Linked DNA regions of Mus musculus: region 2 is linked to region 1. A link is a contact called in public HiCAR-type data. All regions are on one chromosome and are shown on one strand. The core of a region is the stretch at or near the end of the contact, and the rest is flanking DNA. Distances in the headings are between cores, read along the strand shown.

What was found. HiCAR-type assays count read pairs that join an accessible place to other places.
Region 2: a HiCAR-type map of PVALB interneurons shows a contact between it and region 1, with 6 times the contacts expected there. The contact joins two enhancer-like sites. A contact is called at or near these places in 3 of 39 promoter capture datasets (hippocampal neurons and liver), 4 of 115 datasets of contacts at active chromatin or transcription factors (PVALB interneurons, SST interneurons, embryonic forebrain and 1 more) and 1 of 9 other capture datasets (adipose tissue).

The regions. Positions count from the first base shown.
Region 1 is chr17:69,731,464-69,738,006 of GRCm38.p6, reverse strand. No RefSeq gene overlaps it. Among named protein-coding and RNA genes, the nearest start is that of Gm36594, 190 kb to the left of the region's middle. Within about 2 kb of position 4,811, at least 3 of the 459 cell types and tissues checked have an H3K27ac peak or open chromatin away from gene starts, as enhancers often do. A contact at or near this core is called in PVALB interneurons, where this site is marked.
Region 2 is chr17:69,971,499-69,977,601 of GRCm38.p6, reverse strand. It overlaps a transcript of Dlgap1 not described here. Among named protein-coding and RNA genes, the nearest start is that of Gm36594, 51 kb to the right of the region's middle. Within about 2 kb of position 3,376, at least 4 of the 459 cell types and tissues checked have an H3K27ac peak or open chromatin away from gene starts, as enhancers often do. A contact at or near this core is called in PVALB interneurons, where this site is marked.

The DNA of each region.
Region 1 (6,543 bases), core at 3,562-6,061:
ACATTGACATAAAGCTAGTCAACACATAGTCATTACTAAATGTGGTGCAATAAGTAAGTGTGGGTTCCAGTCTTCTTCAACTGTCAGTAACCATGTACTGTCACTGAGCCTGTTTTGCTATGACTCCTCCAATTCTTTTAACCCTCTGCTGTTTCATCTGAATGATGGAGTGTTGTTTCATTATCATATGGCTGACTAAATGCAATAATGTAGACTATCTACTACATTGCTCCAATTGTGCCATGTGCAGGGTATACATTGGTTGTTCATATAGTCCTGCTGAGCTGGTATTCAATGCATCTTCATGCCTTACTGCAAAGGGTTCTTCACTCTTGGTGCATCGCAAACACATTCACTTCTGTCAACACATTTTGCCAAGTGACTATTTTTTTAAACTTATAAATATAATTAGCTTTATTATCTGTCTTTTTACTTCTTGGTAAGTGCAATCGCTCTCATGCACCCATCCGGGAACCTATGGGAATTCTGAATTAGAAACAATACCAATTCCCAAAGCATCTTAACAAATTACATCCATTCAACTTCTAATACAAATTTCTCTTCTAGTTATGCCCTTCCCAAGTAAAACCATCTCTGATCAAGAGCAGAAAGAGATCCAAAACAAACTGCCTCATCCCTCTTAAAAGTTACTACTGCCCCTATGAATATAGTCACTACTATTTGTAAACCAGCAACTCATTCTCTCATATTTGCTGCAATGCAAATATCTATTTTAAGAAAGCCAATGTATATGTGTGCATGTGTTGCCAAGTGACTTTTGAAGGAAGATTTGTACCTATTTGTACTTTCACTAACACTTTATAAGACTCTCTACCTAGTAAATCTTTCATAAGAGCTGTTAAGCGTACAAATTTAATTAGCAGTATTTAATCAGGATACAACATAAACACACACTTCTTTTATCAAACAGAAACCCAGTTATGATACTCACTTGTCATATTATTTAGATTAATTTTTGCCTTAGTTTCTCCAGCTATAAAATGAAAATATGTGTGTCTCTGTTGGGAATAAGGATATATATTTGGGCTAGCCTGCAAGTGTAGTGCTGCTTTGAGAAGACAGAAAGCTATGGGAGTCATGTGATTTCACCACATGGTATGTTCAGAATATCCCAATCAAAATCAAGTATGCATTGAAAGCAAGTTCTGAACACAATTTAGCTGATAAAAGCTGTCAAGAAGGCATGCTTGTTTCTTTTTAGAGCAGCTGGCTTCTCTGAATTGCTTAAGCTGTACAGTAGCCTTGCAATTATGATGTGTATGTCTGTGAGCTTTATTCTTACAAAATCATCTCCGTGTGGATCTGCTTAGTCATTAGTTTTTATGGTGGAAGCTGAATGCCTAACGAAATTGCAGATTTCAACTGTTTTATGGTCTCTAAGAAAATCTCATTTACCACAGAGTAGCTATGAAGCGATGTGACTGACAGATGGAAGTTTGTGCATTATTATACATGGAAGAAGGAAATTGGTTCCAAGGATACACAGGGAAACAAAGGTGATAACAATTTTTTGTGGTCTCCTTCCTCACTTCCTCGTTCTTTCAGATTATTCACAAATTCAAGCAACTGGCATTTATTGGCATCAACTTGAACTGAGTGGAATATTAACGCTTTCCTTAAAAGCTCCCATAATGTAAACAGAGAAATCTACAGGGCCAATTCAGCTTTAACTACACTACTTGTCTCAGTAATTTTGTTTTTCATTGTTGGGGGTTTTACAGGAAACAGTGATGGCAGAGTGGAAATTCTCCAGTACATGATTCAAGACGAGCATGAAATAGAGCCCCATTCCCTCATTCTCATGGGATTTAGAGATTTATGTTGTACTCATTAAACTGAGTGGGGTCTAAATAGGACGAAACAGGATAGATCAACAAGCAGAAAGACAAATCTCTCTCCCTCCCTCCCTCCCTCCCTCCCTCCCTCCCCCTCTCTCCCTCCCTCCCCCTCTCTCCCTCCCTCCTTCCCCCTCCCTCCCTCTCTCCCTCCCTCCCACCCCTCTCTCCCTCCCTCCCTCCCTCCCTCCCTCCCTCCCTCCCTCCCTCCCCCTCCCAGTATTCTCAATATATGATTTATCTATCTTTCCATTGCCCGAAATGATAGAAGATATGAAAACTGTAAATTCATTAACAACTAAACTGTAAAATGAACAGGCCATACGCTCCAGGATAGTATTTTAATTATATTGGAGGTTCTGCTTGACTTTCACCCATGTACTTGGGTATATTATGGAAATTAATACCAGCAGGCCATGTGATGATGACGTTTTGGAGAAGAAAGTTCTCAACTGGTAACAGCTACATTTGCAGTTGGACAAACACAGCAGTGTTGATTGTTATTTGCGGTTTCACCTAACACTTTTGAGAGATCTAGCGATGGCAGCACACCTTCCCAGTGTTCTTCCTGTTACCTTCAACCCTGCAATCTGACTCAAGTGGCCGAGGTAACAGACCTCCTTCCTTCCTCTTCTGCCTCTGATGGGTGTCTGTCAGTGGTTGGCAGTGATATTGGTGGGAAATAGGAAGTTCACTTCTCTCCACCTTTGTATTCCTTCCTGGGACTGTGGGCTGATTTCTTCTATTTCCTAAAGTGTCTACAGGTCTGGATGTGTAGGATACTGCTGTCACTGCTGCCACTGACACAAAACCCAGGCCCTCATCATACCTCCCCTGGCACTGGCACGGTGCCTTCTCCAGAAACACAACATTCTCTACTGAATCCCTTACCTGTGCCCTCATTTTTTCCAGAACTACTTAATTTTTTTCTCAGCTGTTGTGTATGAACTAATTCCTGGCAAGTCCCCAGGGATAAAATTATCCTCCTTGCCTATTTGTTTTGAAACCCTGGCCTAAGTAGCAACTTATTCCCTTCCTTATATGGCATGTAAGATTAGGCATCATCATCTATCCTGTGTGACCCTACATACTTCATCAAGTCCACCCTTGCCTCTTCAGACTCATGAGGGCAGCTCTAATTCACACGACCCTTAACATCACCTGTCAGAGAATACATAGAAGCAAGCCACAGGAATCCTAAATGCCGTTCCAGTAGCACCGATAGCCATCATCACTGTATGGTAACTGTTGTAGTCTCTGAACTCATCTTCTCTGCTTCTAATGTTTCCAGTGCATGCCCTGCAAAGCCGAGAGTTCTTATAAACACCCACATCTAATCATATCCCTTCCCAATCTAAAGGATTCATTGGCCTCTCAGACCATTTGGATATCCTTAGTCTTTGATGTGGATTCAAAGTACTGTCGGTGTGACTCTGGTATATATTTCTTCTATATTTGCTTTATTCTATGTAGGGATTCAGAACGATACTCAATGCCCAGAGGTTGTTGATAGTTAGGATTCAGCTGGATGCTACAAAGGATATTTTTTTTTCCATTTAGAAGTATTTGTTATGAAATCCTAGGCCCTTTATGGCCATAATACCTTAAGTTGAAGTGAGCAAGTCCCCACATCAGTGGTAACGTGGAGAAGGTTTCCATGCTGGCAGGGGACAATTTACAGACCACTTTCCAAAGCCTTGTGATGAACAACTAGCCACAAAGGTGTCACCAAATCTTTACCTGTCCCTTTGTATAAAGCCTGACTCAGCTCAGGTTTCTGTCTTATCATGGTGAAGGCCTCATCAGTGGTGGTTATATCACACACTGAATAAACTCTATCCTTAGGAAGTCTTAGTCAGGACTGTGTAAAGTGGTAAGATCGGCTCTATACCTGAAAGTGTACCAAGAGCTTGGGATTAGCACATGTGAAAGTCAAGTCTTTGGGGAATCTGATTTTTCTGAGCATGGTATTTATCAGTCTGCAGAGTTTGTAAGATCATCCCTCTGGGAGAAACGATGTGCTGTCATGTGTGTCTGTGTGTATTTTTCATACTATATAGACAACTATCTTGTGAAAGACCAGTAATTTTCCATCTCATGGTTATCCCTGCAACCCTCTTTTTGCATTAATCATCATTTATGGACCACCCTCACTATCTCACCAACATTATTCAACATTATCAATGGCTTTTACTTCCATATGAGGACTGAGAGATAAAAATAAAATATGGTTTCATTTCTCACTTTGTTTAAGAACTAACAACAACAACAATCCAAACCAAAACAGATCATTATAATCCACTTGATTAGCACTAGCTAGAAAAGAGATCAAGTGTTTAGATTTGTGGGAATGGGGGCCTTAGGAGAAGGGGCATTTGAGGGGCCAGCAAAGGCAAGGAGGGATAGACTTGCTTCCCAAGAACATCAGGAGCTTCTACAAAGATGTAATGCGACAGTACTTGGAGTCCCAAGAAGTTTTGAACAGAAAAGAAAAGAACACAGTGTCCAATCCTAGTGTCGTCCAATATGATAGAGAAATCAGAGTCTATCTGAAATTCCCTTTGCCAACTTAGGGAATGAGGATTCTGGAAAGCACTGGTTTTGCACTTGACATTGTGTTCGATATTAGATCAGGAAGGGGCTTCAGGACTTGGAAGAGAGCTCAGAAATTTTGAAGCCCAAGAAATCGTTGTCTGGCCTCACATAGGTCCCCTGTGGTATTCTCGCCAACACGCTGCCAACCTGCATTGTCATCCATTTGAAGTCTAGAAGGGGGCCAACTCAAAAAGGGTATAGGAAGAGAAAAAATCATTTTAGACAAGGACACTCAAGGGACACATCACTGAAAATTCCACCGATTGAAGCCAATTCTCTCAACTGTGGAGCGCTGAAGCGCTGGAGCTCCGCACAGGCAGGAAGTCAGGTGGATCCACAGAGGCCAAGCGCGGGCACAGCTGTGTTGTTGCACTTGTAGTGTCTGCAAAGCAATGACAAAGAAAACACTCTTCCCGCTGTGGAAGAATGCTCTCTGATTGCTTGGGAAACAGAGATGGAAGAACACGCGGGAGATATTTTAAGTCCATAGCCTTTGAGGAATTATCTTGAGTGTTCTCGAAGGTTATTTTGGGGGTAAAATGCTAACCTTGCAATTTAGGGTCTGAAAACGCTGGTGGCTTAGGGATACAGCAGGGCATAAAATCTGCTTCCAATTTTTAGTTACAGAGACGCCAGCTTCTCAGCCCTTAACATCCCTTTCTTTTTCCTCTCTCCCTGACCTGACTAACCCAGTACCCAGACTAGAAGAAGTGGAAAGAATGTGTTAGTTCAACTATAAATGTCCAAGTACAGATTCGAGTTTTCTGGGACCCAGCCTCATTTCTGATTGTCTTTTATGCTTTAAAAAGTAAAGAGTGCTTGAAAGTCAAGACAGAAAAAGTGACCCGCTGCTCTCAAAAGCACCATGTCTAACACCATGCCTGGTACATCTCATAGATTTTTTTTACAAATAGAGCCAAGAATTCCGTCTCCAGATGTAGTAGACATATCTTGTAGCATGTGCACTGCAATTGGCCAACCATCTGCCCTGAGAATGGCTAGAACCTGTGACCTGCTCCCAAGGGAAGATTATAAAGGTGCCAGGACAAGACACTGGTGACTGTGTAGCCTTATTTGATTTTTTTTTTTCAAACGTAAGTAAGGTCCTTAGCAGTCGACCAAGTTCATCAAAAGGCAGGTTAACCCACTACCCTTGCCTAGTCTATTCAGCCCTTAAAGAGCAGTTTAGAACATCTTTAAACCCAGATTCAAGGAGCACAAGTATGCTCCCCCCAGTGGTCCTGATATAATACCTACAACCATGTGCTTGAGTGTAAGAAAGCTCTGCCCACAATCATACCATCCTGTGAGGGCTGTGTTGGATGAGACCACAGGATCAGTCAAGTCATTAACTGCAACACTGTGAGACCCCAAACAGAGGACCCAGCTAAGCCCTGGAAATGGAGAGAAAATAGCCTGGCGTTTGAACTATGTTTTCATGTAGCCATAGAAAATACACTGGCATGCCCTTCGGGCTGGTTCTTTCAACTCCTTTACAAATGTGTTGCTTTTGCTACAGCTTTTTCTGGATGCCATCTTTCCTGTGGTTTTATTTGTCTGTCATTATTTTGTTTCCTCCTCCTTGGCAACTTATATGATTTAAACAGTTACGTTCACCAAGGGGCTATCAGACTTACCCCTCTATGTGTCAAAGAGCCATGGATTTCTTGCTTGAAAGCAAAGGCAGTAACTCAGACAGAGCTTAATCTTTTAAAAACTCTGTCCCGTTCCAGCCTCTGTTGCCTCGGAAGTCTCTGATCTAGAATCAGGGAATATTCTTTGAAACTTCAGCATCTATGAACCATGGGGTTTTAATGTGCAGAGAGAAATACAGAGCACTAGGCTACCTGCTGTCCTTTTATGGTGTAAACATTTTTAAAGGCCCCCATGGGGATAGACGGATAACCTTCAGTAATAGGCTTGCCTTGAAAACATGAGGACCTAAGTTTAACCTCCAGAAAATAGACACATTTTCTCTCTGCCACGGTACAACTTCCTAAGGGGAATTGTCTTTGAGCTCAAAAAATGCAGTCTCTCAAATGAACACCCAGTGCTTTTTGAGCCAGGCTGTATTCCAGGTCCAAAGTTTAAA
Region 2 (6,103 bases), core at 2,127-4,626, 240 kb before region 1:
GAAAGAGAAAAAATGAGGGGGAGAGGAAATGGGAGAGAAAGAGGGAGGGAGAGAGGGAGGGAGGGAGGGGGAAGAGGAAGGGGAAAGAAGAAAAAAGGAGCAAAGAAACCTTGAGGCTAAGACATCCTGTTTAGAAGCTTCTGTCCATTCCAGACACAAAATGAAGTCTTGATGCTTGTGAACAGCAGAATCCACAAAAATCCACCCGTTTCCCTCTAACTTAATGAGGAATTCTCAAATTTGGGATGTAATTGAAAGTGTTAAAAAGTAACCACAAATGTTAATGCCTTAAAGAACTCAATGTAAGAGTGGAGCTTTAGTAGTTTATGAGAAATGAGAGGATAACTTCTTGATTCCTTCAGACTCAGTAAAGGTTTCCTAAGCTACCTATAACAAGGGATGATCAGGTCTGAATCTTGCAAAACTTAAACATTTTACCACAAGACACCATCACAATAAAGGCAAGCCACAGAGTGAAGACCACTGAAATTCATATTACTGAGAAAGAAACATCTGACATCCAGAATATCTAAACCAATGAGTTTCCAGGAAGAAAAGTAAGAGAGTAGACATTATATGTGTAAAAACAACCCCCACAGATCCAAGTGCCAATAAGAAGGAACAACTGGCCAATGTCCTTAGCGGTCTGGGGGGAAAAAAATAATGCTACAACAAGATACCATCTCCCATTCACAAGATTCGCAAAATACAAAATGCCTCACCAAGGGTTGGCAAGAATATGGAACAAAAAGACTCTTATAGATTGTTAGTTGACTATAAATAGATGCTACCAATTTTGGTAATCAGGCAAGATCTGCCAAGTGTGCAGGTAAAATGCTTCCTCTTGCAATTACTCTCTCAAGCAATGCCCCAAGGAGCTCTCCTTTGTTAGCATAAGGGAGGGCTTCTGAATTCAAACAGTATCCTTATTTGGAAGCAGCTTAAACACCAGTCAAGGAAAGACTGCCATGTTAATCATGATTTAGCCATAGAATAGATTACTATGGAGTAGCAAAAAAAATCCAGCAAACTGAACCTCTACATGGCACATTTCTGAATGATAAAAGAGAGCTAAGCCACATGAAGAGCAGCACTATTTGACATAGACATGAAAATCTAGATACTCTAGTTGATATGGCCAGTCATACAAACAGAGGTCATGCTCACCTCGACCCTCATCTTTCCTCATAGGTAGCCAAGACTGCACTGTGGACCTGGCAGCTATAATGACTTGCAGTTGGCAGGACAGGATATCCAGGATGCTGGTCTGCCTCTCCATAGCTTTCAAATATCCCAGAAGCAGAGACTGGGGAGGAGCAAACTTTCATGTTTAATAATAAGATTTTATTTTTAAAATGTTTATTGAAGGAATACTTAGAGGGCTGCACTCTCGCTTAGTTTGGGATGTTAGATTTGGATACGAGCCACAAAGGAGACCATCACAGTTGGTGCTGAGTGCTTGCACAGAACTCAGCCTCGAGAAAGTCAGCTGAAGCTGAATGTGTGTCTCTCACCACTGGGATATGGTTCATTCTTCCACTCTCTATCATAGTGTGCTTCCTACTGCTGTGACCAATGCTACCAGACAGCAAACTTGGGGAAGAAAGTGTTTATCTGGCTAACAGCTCCATGTCCATCGATGAGGAAGGGCAGGGCAAGAACTCAAGCAGGAACCTGTACACCCGAAACAGAGACCACACAGAAACAGTACCTCCACCTTGTTCCTAGGCTCACATTTAGCTACCTTTCTCATAACTCCTAGGACCACCAATGTGAGCTGGAACTTCCCACATCAACAATCAAGAAAAACGACACCAGGATAACCTAAAAGCCAATCCAATGGTTGCATTTCCTCATGTGATGCACCATCTCCTGGGTGTCTCTCGTTTGTGTCATCTTCACAGAAGACTAAGTCCCCAAGGTACTTTTGTTTCCTTCTATATGCAACCTTATAGACACTGTCCCTGTTATCCTGTGAGCTTCTGGACTTCAGAAACAGAAAATCACAGATTAAAATGAGGTACACATGTGCCAGCCTCCCCACTGTGGGTGACAGGAAAGGAGATCTGAAAGGTGAGGCAAAAAGAAATTGGGCAAGCCATTGATAAGTTTGCTGTACATAAGGAGGAAGAAAGAGAATCCTTATTAATTATTATTTGACCTATAATCTTACCTCTTTACATGAAAAGACTTCAGGCCCCTCACTGGAAAATATAGCCATTGATATGACATACTGACCACTCTGGAATGTCTCTTGAAGGTATTATCCAAGTAAGCCTAGCACTAAACAACGTGGAATCTGATCCTGCAAAGTGAGCCATGCAAGAAACAACAAAACACTACCTTCGAAGTTATGGTCTCTGCACAGCTGGTACAGGGCTCCGCACTCACTCACTTATTCAATTATTCAAATGTTCACACAGCTGGTACATACTGACAGTTTACCAGGAGCCCTGCACTGTGCTAGGCATCAGTGGTATTGATGAGCACACTATCCTTAGCTCTTGAGGTCACAGGAAGCCTGTGGGGGAAGGTGGCCATCCAATCATACCATCACCAGATGACAAATCCTCATTAACTTTAAATGGATAGTGAAGAAACTATACAACTGTCACAGAGTATCCAGCTGGAGAGCTTCACTAATTAAATGACTCTTCATTTGAGGTGTAAGCAAGAAGAAACGATTTAAGAAACTGTGTTTCAGGGAGAGAGGGAAAAGACTTTTCATCACATTTCACCGGAGCTCCAGAATCAGGTGGTGCACCTCGTCTGAATTGCCCAGGTGAAAGAGCTCACACGGTAGAGTTCCAAATGAGCTAGGGCTTCCTGATTCCCAGATGCCCTCCACAGTTAAAGAGGAAAGCACAACCTTTCCTGGGACAATGAGAAGGTTGCCCTGCATTCTGGCTTCAGGTATGAAGAATAGCAATGAAGGAGATGAGTAAGTCCTGCTGTCTTCCTAGAACATGGTGTGATGAATCCCATCAAAGAGGAGCTGTTTGCAGCGTCTGAGACAAGAGCAAAATGCCATTTCCCTCCCTCGAAAAAGCCAGCGTGTGCTTTTATAAAGAAATCTGGGTGATATCTAGCAGGGAAATTTCTAGTCCAGAAATAGACTTCACACTGACTATTGACTGAAATTGAAACCAAGACAGAAAAAGTACCCAGGGAATGGGCAGTAATCATGAGGTTAGTGTAGGGGTTAACGCCAATCTGACTACCACATACTCAAGAGCACTTGCCAGTAGTAGAAAGAACAGGGAAGTTACTCCAGTAGATGTTTTCAAATTAGCTAAAAAGCCATGCCACAGAGTAAGGCGGCAGAGCTGGAAATGTGTCCTGAGAGGCCCTCTCGCAAGCCGCCTGAGGGAGCCCTTTAAATGTCTCTGACAGCCTTGGTGCTGAGATTCAGATTCAAGGCCAGGGAGATAAGCAAGTCACAGCTCGGTCCCTCCTTTTCTAGTTGCTTAGCCATGGTTTCCACAAGCTCGTCGCACTGCTGAATATTAAGGAGACCTGGCAAGGTTGGGCAGCTCCAAATGACACACTTCCTAGCTTGGCTTTGTATAGTTGCTTACTAATCTGACAAGAAACACTGAGAGAAGACAGACAAATTGTCAGTGACAACAGATGCAAGGTATAAGCAAATAGGCAAATAAATGGTTTCCTTTCTGACAAATTCTAGGAAGAGAGAGGAAAGTGAGTTTACAGTTTTCTTTACGTATTCAGAGCATAGTTATCTAGTTTGCAACGGAATGGAAAATACTAAAATACACAGACACACCCCAGCCACCCTAGCTTATATGGTAACCAAGTGTCAGGGTGAGGGTCTTGAGGGAACTACTTTTCTTAATTGGGAAATCACTTGTTTCCCCGTAGTTATTAACTTCTACAATGGGGAGAAAATAGTAAATATCAATCAGAGAAATCAGAAGTCATCCGAGGATGAAAATATAAAGCCTGGCCCCTATCACTTATTAGGTGAAAGGCTGGGAAATTGGGTCAGCACCTCTGTGCAAGACCAATTTCAAAGCCAAAGCAAGGAGCAGTGGGCCTCAGAGGATGGCCATTCACCATTCAAACTGCCTGATATACACATCCACTTTGTTGTTGTTGTTGTTGCTGCTGCTGCTGCTGCTCCTCCTCCTCCTCTTCCTCCCCCCCTCCTCCTCCTCTTCCCCTTCCACCTCCTCCTCTTTTTCCTCCTCTTCTTCTCCATCCCATTGGCTGTGTAAGTTTGTACCCTCAGGGTTACAGGGAAGGAAGTCATAAATATAAACGATAAGAAATGGATATGGAGTGGAGTCAAGGTTCTCGTATCTGGCAATCTGCCACTGTCCTCTGTGGTTGTTTAAACTGAGGACATTAGAAGGCAACTTGCAAATCTTCTTTTCTAGGGAATGTTTCAGGTCTTCCTGGCAACAAATCTTTGAAAACTCCTGATAGGGACCAAATCTAGGGGAAATAACCTTCACCAGCAATGAAGAGGAATCAGGCTACACATTCTCCCGTGACTTAAAAATCATGAAGGATGTTTTGAGGAACACTGTAATGAATCTTTCCTTGGAAAACCAAACCAAGAGCCCTTAGGATTCTACGAATAAGCAACCCAAGACCTAGGGTGCTTTAACCCCAAATGTTCTCATCAGCACAAAAATTTTCTGGAACGCTAGCAAAAGGCCTTTCTGATAAAATAGCCACCTAATTTTTAAAAGATTTACATTTACAATTGTGGAAATGTCTATGGGTATGTGCACCTGAGAGTCCAGAAGAGGGCATTGGAATCCACAAGTTTGGAGTTATAGGCTCCCCAGTGTGGGTGCTGGGAACCAACTACAGCCCTTGCAATAGCTGTGTGTGCTCTTAACCTAATAGGTTTAAATTAATCATAGACCAACATACAATAGGAATACATTATAATTATGGGAAGTCACTACGGAGATTTTTAAGATCCCCAATAACCTGGTTTTGATGGTGTAGTTGTGAACTCTCTTATTTCTTTACTCTCTTTCATTGACTGGTTGGGTTCCCTTAAAACTCAGGACGTGTACGATTTATAAAGAAAATGAAATCTTCATGGAATCTTCCAGTTGGAAGCCTCTTGATTGAAAGCTAATTCTCTGCCTTCTGAGACAGCTTAACACAATTGAGGAGAGCAGTCATTAAAGCAACACAATGTGAGTTTGAGTTTATAATAGAAACAAAGAGCAGCACTTTGCTTTTCTTTCTCAATTACAAAGTATCGAGGAAATGAGACATACACCTAGACAAAGGAAAACAGCAACCCGGAGTACACAGGAGTTTCTTATTTAAGAAAAAAAAATGTGGCGCATAACTTTATCAAGCAGTGGTCACACCACTACTGTATTGTCCCTGAGTTATTTATCAGACAATCCTGTCTGTGCCGTGTTAATTTTATTTAAAATATCAGTCTTGATGGCTTTCGGGAACAAAGGTATGCACTTAACAGATCCAAACCTCACTGTTTCTGTCCCTAAATCTGGATGCAGTGAGAAACACAAATCACCAGAATTTAGAAGGCAAAGCAAGTGGGTTTGTGGGATTTCCCTGCATAATATTGTGAGGTCCTCCTTCCACTTGCTTAGAATGACTGCTGGTGTGATTCATAATGTTTTTAGTTGATGCTTCTAGAATAAGATGAATCTTGGAGGGAGAAATGAGAGGAGCTCTGCCATCAAAGTCCCCACAGGGAGTGCTCATGCCCTTGTCCTTCCCTCCAAGCACAAAAGCTTGAATATAATTGGAAAAGTTTTGTCGGTAAAGTACTCAGTAAAGTACTTAGTAAAGATCTTTCAAAACGTTTGTTCATTTTGCCAAGATTTATGTTGCCCGTGTTTTATGTTTTTGAAAGTTCATACAAATATACAATATATTTTGGTCATGTCCCTCTCCCACTCCCTCCCCACGTTGCCTATACTTTACTTAACAGCAAATCTTAGAATCACAGAGAGAGAGATGCAAAGGTGATCTTTAAAGCTTAGCCTGCATTTGCAAGCCTTTTTCTCCTGCAAGGTTACTTATTTTCCCTTAGGCAAGCCACTTAGCTTCAAAGATTTTCACAGAATCTCGGGCCTAGAACTTG